Regions from separate parts of the Mus musculus genome. Here region 2 is linked to region 1. A link is a contact called in public promoter capture Hi-C data. All regions are on one chromosome and are shown on one strand. Each heading gives the region's core, a stretch centred on a gene start, on an enhancer-like site or on the middle of the called end of the contact. The rest is flanking DNA. Distances are from core to core; before and after follow the strand shown. Region 1 holds the start of Gas2l2 (growth arrest-specific 2 like 2). Region 2 overlaps Ap2b1 (adaptor-related protein complex 2, beta 1 subunit).

Region 1 (3,145 bases), core at 400-2,899:
CTCCTGCCTCCAAGCCTCAGCACTGGTGGCTTTTCTTCCTCATGAGGGGTCATGTCCTCACTCCCTCAGGTCTCTGTCCAGGTGACACCTTGTCACCAAGGCTTTCCTTTATAGATGGTGTCACCTCCTCTAAAGCCACCGTTCTCGTCTCCTGTATCCCCCTGGTATTTATCACTGCCTGATTGACTACACATTTATTCTGTTGTTATTTGTTTTGTCTTGATTATTGAGGCAGAGTCTTACCATGCATGCCAATCTGGACTTGAGTTTGCTATGTAGGCTGGCCTTGAACCCTCAATCCTCCTGCCTCAACTTCCCAGTTACTGAGATTATGGGGGTGTGCCAGCATTCTGAACCAGACTTCTTTGTTCATCTACCACCCATCACCCAGTAACATACATGTAACATATATGTAGCCTCCATGAGTTCAGGCAGTGATGGTTTTGTTTGTTGCTGTATTCTAAGCTCCATGATAGCATCTGGTACATAGTAGAGGCTTAAGAACTCTTTGTTAGCCAGGCGATGGTGGGGTGTGCCTTTAATTTCATCACTTTGGAGGCAGAGGTGATCAGATCTCTGAGTTCGAGGCCAGCCTGGTCTACAGAGTGAGTTCCAGGACAGCCAGGGCTACACAGAGAAACACTGTCCCCCCCAACCCAAAAAAAAAAAAAAACAAAAAAACAAACAAACAGACAAACAAAAAAACATAGAAGGAGGGAAAAAAGGAGGAGGAGGAGAGAGGAAAAGAGAGAAGAAATCGTTGTTGAATGAATGCATTGCTGTGACCATGGGGTGAGCTTGTTCTAGAAGAATCACACGGATGAATCAAGTTCTCCAGAGCAGATGGGAATCACGGTGTTCAGACAGGGTTGCTGGGAGAGCCCGTGAGAGCCGGGGTTCACCCAGGCTGGGTATTCTGATGTTTTCACACACACATACACACACTATTCCCTTGTTCCTTACCCTAGAAGGACAGACATTGTCCTTCCCATTTGACAGTTGACAAACTAGGCACAGAGAGATCGGGGCTTGCATGCCACCTCCAGAGGAATATAGGGCAAAACTCCCGTCTTTGGGCTCTATTGCTGTGTCTCTTCCGCGCTCACTCATTTCCAGGGCTCGCCCATCCTTAAGCCCCAGCCCCGGAACGTCTCCCTCAGCTTCCCCTCAAGTCCCCCACAAGGAGTCAACTGAGAGAGAACCCAGTCCCACCCTCTCTGGCCGGCTCCCTGTGCTCAGGCACACAGGCTGCTGGAAGGAAGGAAGGGTTAACAAGGAGTGTTTGTAGCAGCGGCGTCTCCAAGGAGAGGAAGGAAAGCTGAGCAGAGCAGAGCAGCGGGCCAGAGCCTACTTGCTTGTTCTGGCTCCCTGGACGGTGACGGTGATGGTGGCGGTCCGGAGGCAGTAGATGACCTGCCCTGGGAAGAGAGGAGTACCCTCAACTTTCACCAGTCCCAGAAGCGCTGAACTCTGGGACTAGGCAGCTGAGAGTGAGGTCGCTGCAAGCCACCAAAGAAAAGTTCAGGCAGGGATTGAGGAATGTGGGCAGTGGGGGCTGGGCCTGGCCCAGAGGCTGAAGCCCATAGCAAGCCGCAGAGCCCCTGGGCTCTCAGAGGGTAGAGGGGGACCCATTGAATCAAGGAGAACTGGGCCAGGACCTTGACTAGCAGGTAGCAGAAGTAAAGAGACAACAGTGGGGGGACAGGAGGTTGTTACTTCCTCCCACACTTGAGTTCCAGTCATGTCTCAGCATGTGGGACATGGGAGGAGACCCAGGACCCCAGGACCTCCTGTGCGCAGCATCCGGCCCTTCAAGTCCAGCGAGCAGTACCTGGAGGCCATGAAGGAAGACCTGGCTGAGTGGCTTCGGGATCTGTACGGGCTGGACATCGATGCAGACAACTTCCTGCGGGTGCTGGAGACTGGCCTGGTGTTGTGCCGGCATGCCAACACTGTCACGGAGGCTGCTCTGGCCTTCCTGGCTGAGGCACCTGAGCGAGCTCAAAAGATTCCCATGCCCCAGGCTGGAGTTTTCTGCAATGGGGCTGCTCAGCCGGGTACCTTCCAGGCCAGGGACAACATCTCCAACTTCATCCAGTGGTGTCGCAAGGAGATGGGGATCCAAGGTAACGCAACGATCTCAGACCTTTATATTACAGGGGCACGAATCACTCAGAGGCTTAAGCTAAGTTAGACCTGGGGGACAGGAGTTGAGGTATTGTAGATTTTCCGTGCAGTAGCTTAGAGAAGCATCAGGTTCTCCACCTCACAGTAAATCCTTAGTAAATACACACTGATGACCAGTAGATATCCACCAATGATGAAATCCATGCATTGCCTCTTCTGTTTCCAGTGCATGCTAGGTTCTTAGAACTGAGGAGAATAGGGCCCGAGGGCCCAGGAATGCATGGTCTAGGAAGGCAGACAGCTAAGTAGATTAAGAGATTACAGCCCAGGGAGATGTGTGTTTCAAAGGTATACAATATACAATATGGGATCTAGAATGACAATGATCAGTCTGATGACACAGTAGTGGGCACCAGCAAGGGCAACAAGAGGGAGGAGATTTGAACCAAAGAGAGAAGTTTGGGAGAGGAGATTAATTAGTCAGGGAGCAGTGGCAAAGCACAAGGTAGGTGGATAACTGGGATGGGCTGGCCATCGAGCAGGAAGGACCGAAACAGTGGTTCTCGACCTTCCTAATGCTGAGACCCTTTAATACAGATCCTCATCTTGTGGTGACCCCCAACCATAAACTTATTTTCACTACTATTTCATAGCTGTAATTTTGCTGTTGTTATAAATTATAATGTACATATCTGATATGCAGGATATCTGATAGGTGACCTTCCAGGGGTTGTGACCCACAGGTTGACTTGACTAAAAGGATGGGAAGGAAGCTCAAGGCGGGAGGTCTATAGGGAAAGGCATAGTCCTGCAGGGACTCTCAGGGCTCAGAGAGTGACAGCTTTTGGCCTTGAACCCAGGAATGGGATTAGGTGTGATTGCACAATTCTCCAGGCCAAAAGTAAGTGGGAGGAGACAGGGAAAGGGTCAAGTTTGGACTCCGGGCTGGTAGAAGGAGGCAAGGGGCTGGATCAAAGGTTAATCAAAGCTAAGGATGTAGCTTATGTTACAGCTTATG
Region 2 (3,069 bases), core at 20-2,519, 76 kb after region 1:
TCTGAGTTCAAAGCCAGCTGGTTCTATACAGTGAGGTTCTACACAGTGAGTTCCCAAGCCAGGGAGACCCTGTCTCAAAAAAGATCCTACTTTGCAGACATTTTGTTTAATTGCTCTTCTTACTATATATAAATAGTACTGCTAGTAATTTTAGATGGCACTAAGGCTAATTATGCAGCTAGAATGAGAACCATAAAAAGGTAAAGATCTGGCAGGCTAAAGCTCATTAGCAGGACAGCACTGACCTCCACAGGTTGAGGTTTAATTAAAACCCAACATTAACACTGGGCTCTGTGATATATGCCTGCAATCTCAGCACTAGGGAGGCTGAGGCAGTAGAGTTGTCAATATGAGACTATCTTAGGCTACATAAGAAGAACTTGCCCAAAACAAAACAAAACCCAAAAAAAACAACAAAAGCCCTGCCTCAAAAACAAGTTGGAAGGCAAGGACCAACACCTAAGGTCATCCCGTACCATCCACACACATGCGAACTCTAACATCCACACGTGTGTGGGCACCAACCCCCACCCAAAGACTAAGAAACACAACCAAAACAAAACAAACACCAAAACCCCAAATGCCACAGACTAGTAGGTTTTACCATAGCCTAACTACATCTGGATCTCTCCTGTACAAGATATTTCTATACATTACTATATAGGCTTGTGAAATGGTTCTATAAAGCAAGGATTCATTTAAAAAATGGCATTATTTGTATACATTGTAAGACAAACTGAAATTAATTTTCCTCTTTAGATAACCTGAAAAGGAATTTTAAAAGCCCAGTCCACTGATGCCTGGAAACTCATTTTTCACATAGTCAGATTTAGGCTTCTCTTGTGATATTCTTGTAAAATGAATTTAGGGTCTCTGAGTGATTATATTAAACTACATACAGATCCAGAGTAAAAGTAAAGGCTGCCAGCACCCACATGGTGGCTCACAACTAGCTGTAACTCCAAGCATGCATGTGGTACATACACATAAAATGAAGACAAAGCACCCATAAACATTCAATTAATTAACTAAAAAAGAAAAGTATGATGCACACCTTTTCTTTCCTTTTTCTTTTTCTTTTTTGAAACAAGGGTCTTATGTTGTAGCCCTAACTGGCCTGGAATTTCCTATGAAGATCAGACTGGCCTCAAACTACAGAAATCCCCCTGCTTCTGACTCCCAAATGCTAGGATTAAAGGCCACTATTCATATTCTGAAGCAGGTTCTTAGAGCCTTTACACTCACTAATTAGGCTATGCTGGCCAGCCAGCAAGCCCCAGGAATCCACCTGTCTATGCCTGTGAGTACTGGGCTCACAAACATGTACCACCATTACCTGTTTTTTAGTTGGTTGGTTGTTTTTGTTTTCTTTTTCTTTGTCCCCAGGGAGATGGGAGTTTTTCTTTGTAGCCCTGGCTCTCCTGGAACTCACTGTAAAGCAAGCTGTCCAGAAACTCAGAGATCTGCCTGCCTCTGCCTTCCAAGTGCCAGGACTATAGTTATGCACCACTACTGCTCAGCCACTACCTGTTTTTTGTTTTGTTTTGTTTTTTATTTAATGTGGGTGTTGGGAACCAAACTCAGGTTCTCATGCTTCAAGACTTAGCCATCTCCCCAGCTCCTCCAGCAGCCTTTTTATATGAAGCAGTATTTACAGAGTTTCATCTTTATATATTAATATCTATCTACCTGTTTATATTGTGGCCCTGGAAATATCAAAATCAGGGCCCCCTTTCCACCTCCATTTGTAAACGTGTTTACCCTCTTAGGTTCAATGAGACCAAGGAACACAGAAAGGAAGTTAAAGCATAAACCTCAGGATGCAGTGCTCAACCTGTAGTTGATATGGCAATATAACAAGAGCTGCTTCCATTTCTTGGGCAGCTCCATGATATTGTTTGTCTACCTTTAGTCTGAAGAGGCTATATATAGAGCAATGTAGAATGACATCACCAAGATACTATTCTCCTTCTACAACCAGTCAATCCCAAATCCTATATTCAAAAGAAACACAATAGGGATGTTCAACTTGTGCCAACAAGCTGGAGTCCCCTGCATGGCCTGTGACTAGATTCTAGATACACTGAACAACTCACAGAGGTCTGACTGCACCTTAGTGGATTCTCTGCCAAAGCTTAAATGCACCTGTACTGACATGGATAACCCATAGACACAATGATCCTTATAAAGTTTATGAGAAAACCTGTAATATACAGATGAGAACAGGGGCATGGTTTCTATTATCTCTAAAATCATATTTCCTACCTAAGGTGTGTGCCTTCCAATGTTGCTGTGAAATACGTCAACTTGTCAGGCATCTGGACAGTCATCAGAGTATAGGACACCTACACTGTAGTTCCAAGGTTAAGTAAAATCCACAGGGAGCCGTGTGACCTATCGTTTTCCTAGTCTTTCCCCCAAACACTGACGGTTGCGTTTGTTAGTTCTCCATCTTGTACAACAATGAAACTGATGGCATATGTCCACAGACATTCTGGACTTTGGAGCCTTTTATTATTAGAATCCTGGAAGCTAATTAAATTGGAAGTATGACAAAGGTAGAAGAAGTGAGGGGAAGGGGAAAAAGTTGAGCAGTTCTTTCCAATTGTGACAAAGGTACATTTTAGACAAAATGCTCAAATAACTGCCTCATGTGTAAAAGGCACAAACCAATAAATATTTAAAAGATAAAGGGCATTTTTTTAGGGTATGTGAACACTGAAGCAGAGTCTCATTTAGCTCAGGTCTGCCTCGAACTCACTTTGTAGCTGAGGTTGACCTTGAACTCCTGGTCCTCCTGCCTGTCCTCCCAAGTGATGGGATTACAGGTATGTGCTACCACACCCAACAAGGCAGAGGCTTAAAAGCCTAAAAGAGGGTGACCATTATGAAGCCACTTTAATGATATTCAGGACCAAAGGAAAACTTGTAAGAAGCTTAGAAAAATAATGAACTCTGGTAAGGACATTAATAATTAAGACTGTCAAATAACATGTTGGCTAAATACCAGAAGTTCTATTATAAGCCGGCCAACATGATAAACCTATACATGTGCAGACATACTGCATC

The links. Promoter capture Hi-C pulls out the DNA fragments that hold promoters and counts their contacts.
Region 2: a contact with region 1 is called in a promoter capture Hi-C map of stem cell-derived epiblast-like cells, with 2.5 times the contacts expected there. The contact joins the enhancer-like site here to the promoter of Gas2l2 in region 1. A contact is called at or near these places in 11 of 39 promoter capture datasets (the C10 cell line, the HPC-7 cell line, cranial neural crest and 8 more), 10 of 15 datasets of contacts at CTCF or cohesin (CD8 T cells, the G1E-ER4 cell line, the NIH/3T3 cell line and 6 more), 200 of 484 Hi-C or Micro-C datasets (2-cell embryo, the 3T3-L1 cell line, 3T3-L1-derived adipocytes and 113 more), 41 of 115 datasets of contacts at active chromatin or transcription factors (CD8 T cells, the HPC-7 cell line, the NIH/3T3 cell line and 28 more) and 5 of 9 other capture datasets (adipose tissue, embryonic tail, liver and 2 more).

The regions. Positions count from the first base shown.
Region 1 is chr11:83,428,025-83,431,169 of GRCm38.p6, reverse strand. Gas2l2 (growth arrest-specific 2 like 2) reads left to right here and starts at 1,649. Exons shown (of 6, transcript NM_001013759.2): 1 at 1,649-2,126. The coding sequence starts at 1,742.
Region 2 is chr11:83,351,316-83,354,384 of GRCm38.p6, reverse strand. The region is part of intron 14 of Ap2b1 (adaptor-related protein complex 2, beta 1 subunit); the gene reads right to left. Among named protein-coding and RNA genes, the nearest start is that of Gm23951, 14 kb to the left of the region's middle. Within about 2 kb of position 1,269, at least 2 of the 459 cell types and tissues checked have an H3K27ac peak or open chromatin away from gene starts, as enhancers often do. A contact at or near this core is called in stem cell-derived epiblast-like cells, where this site is marked.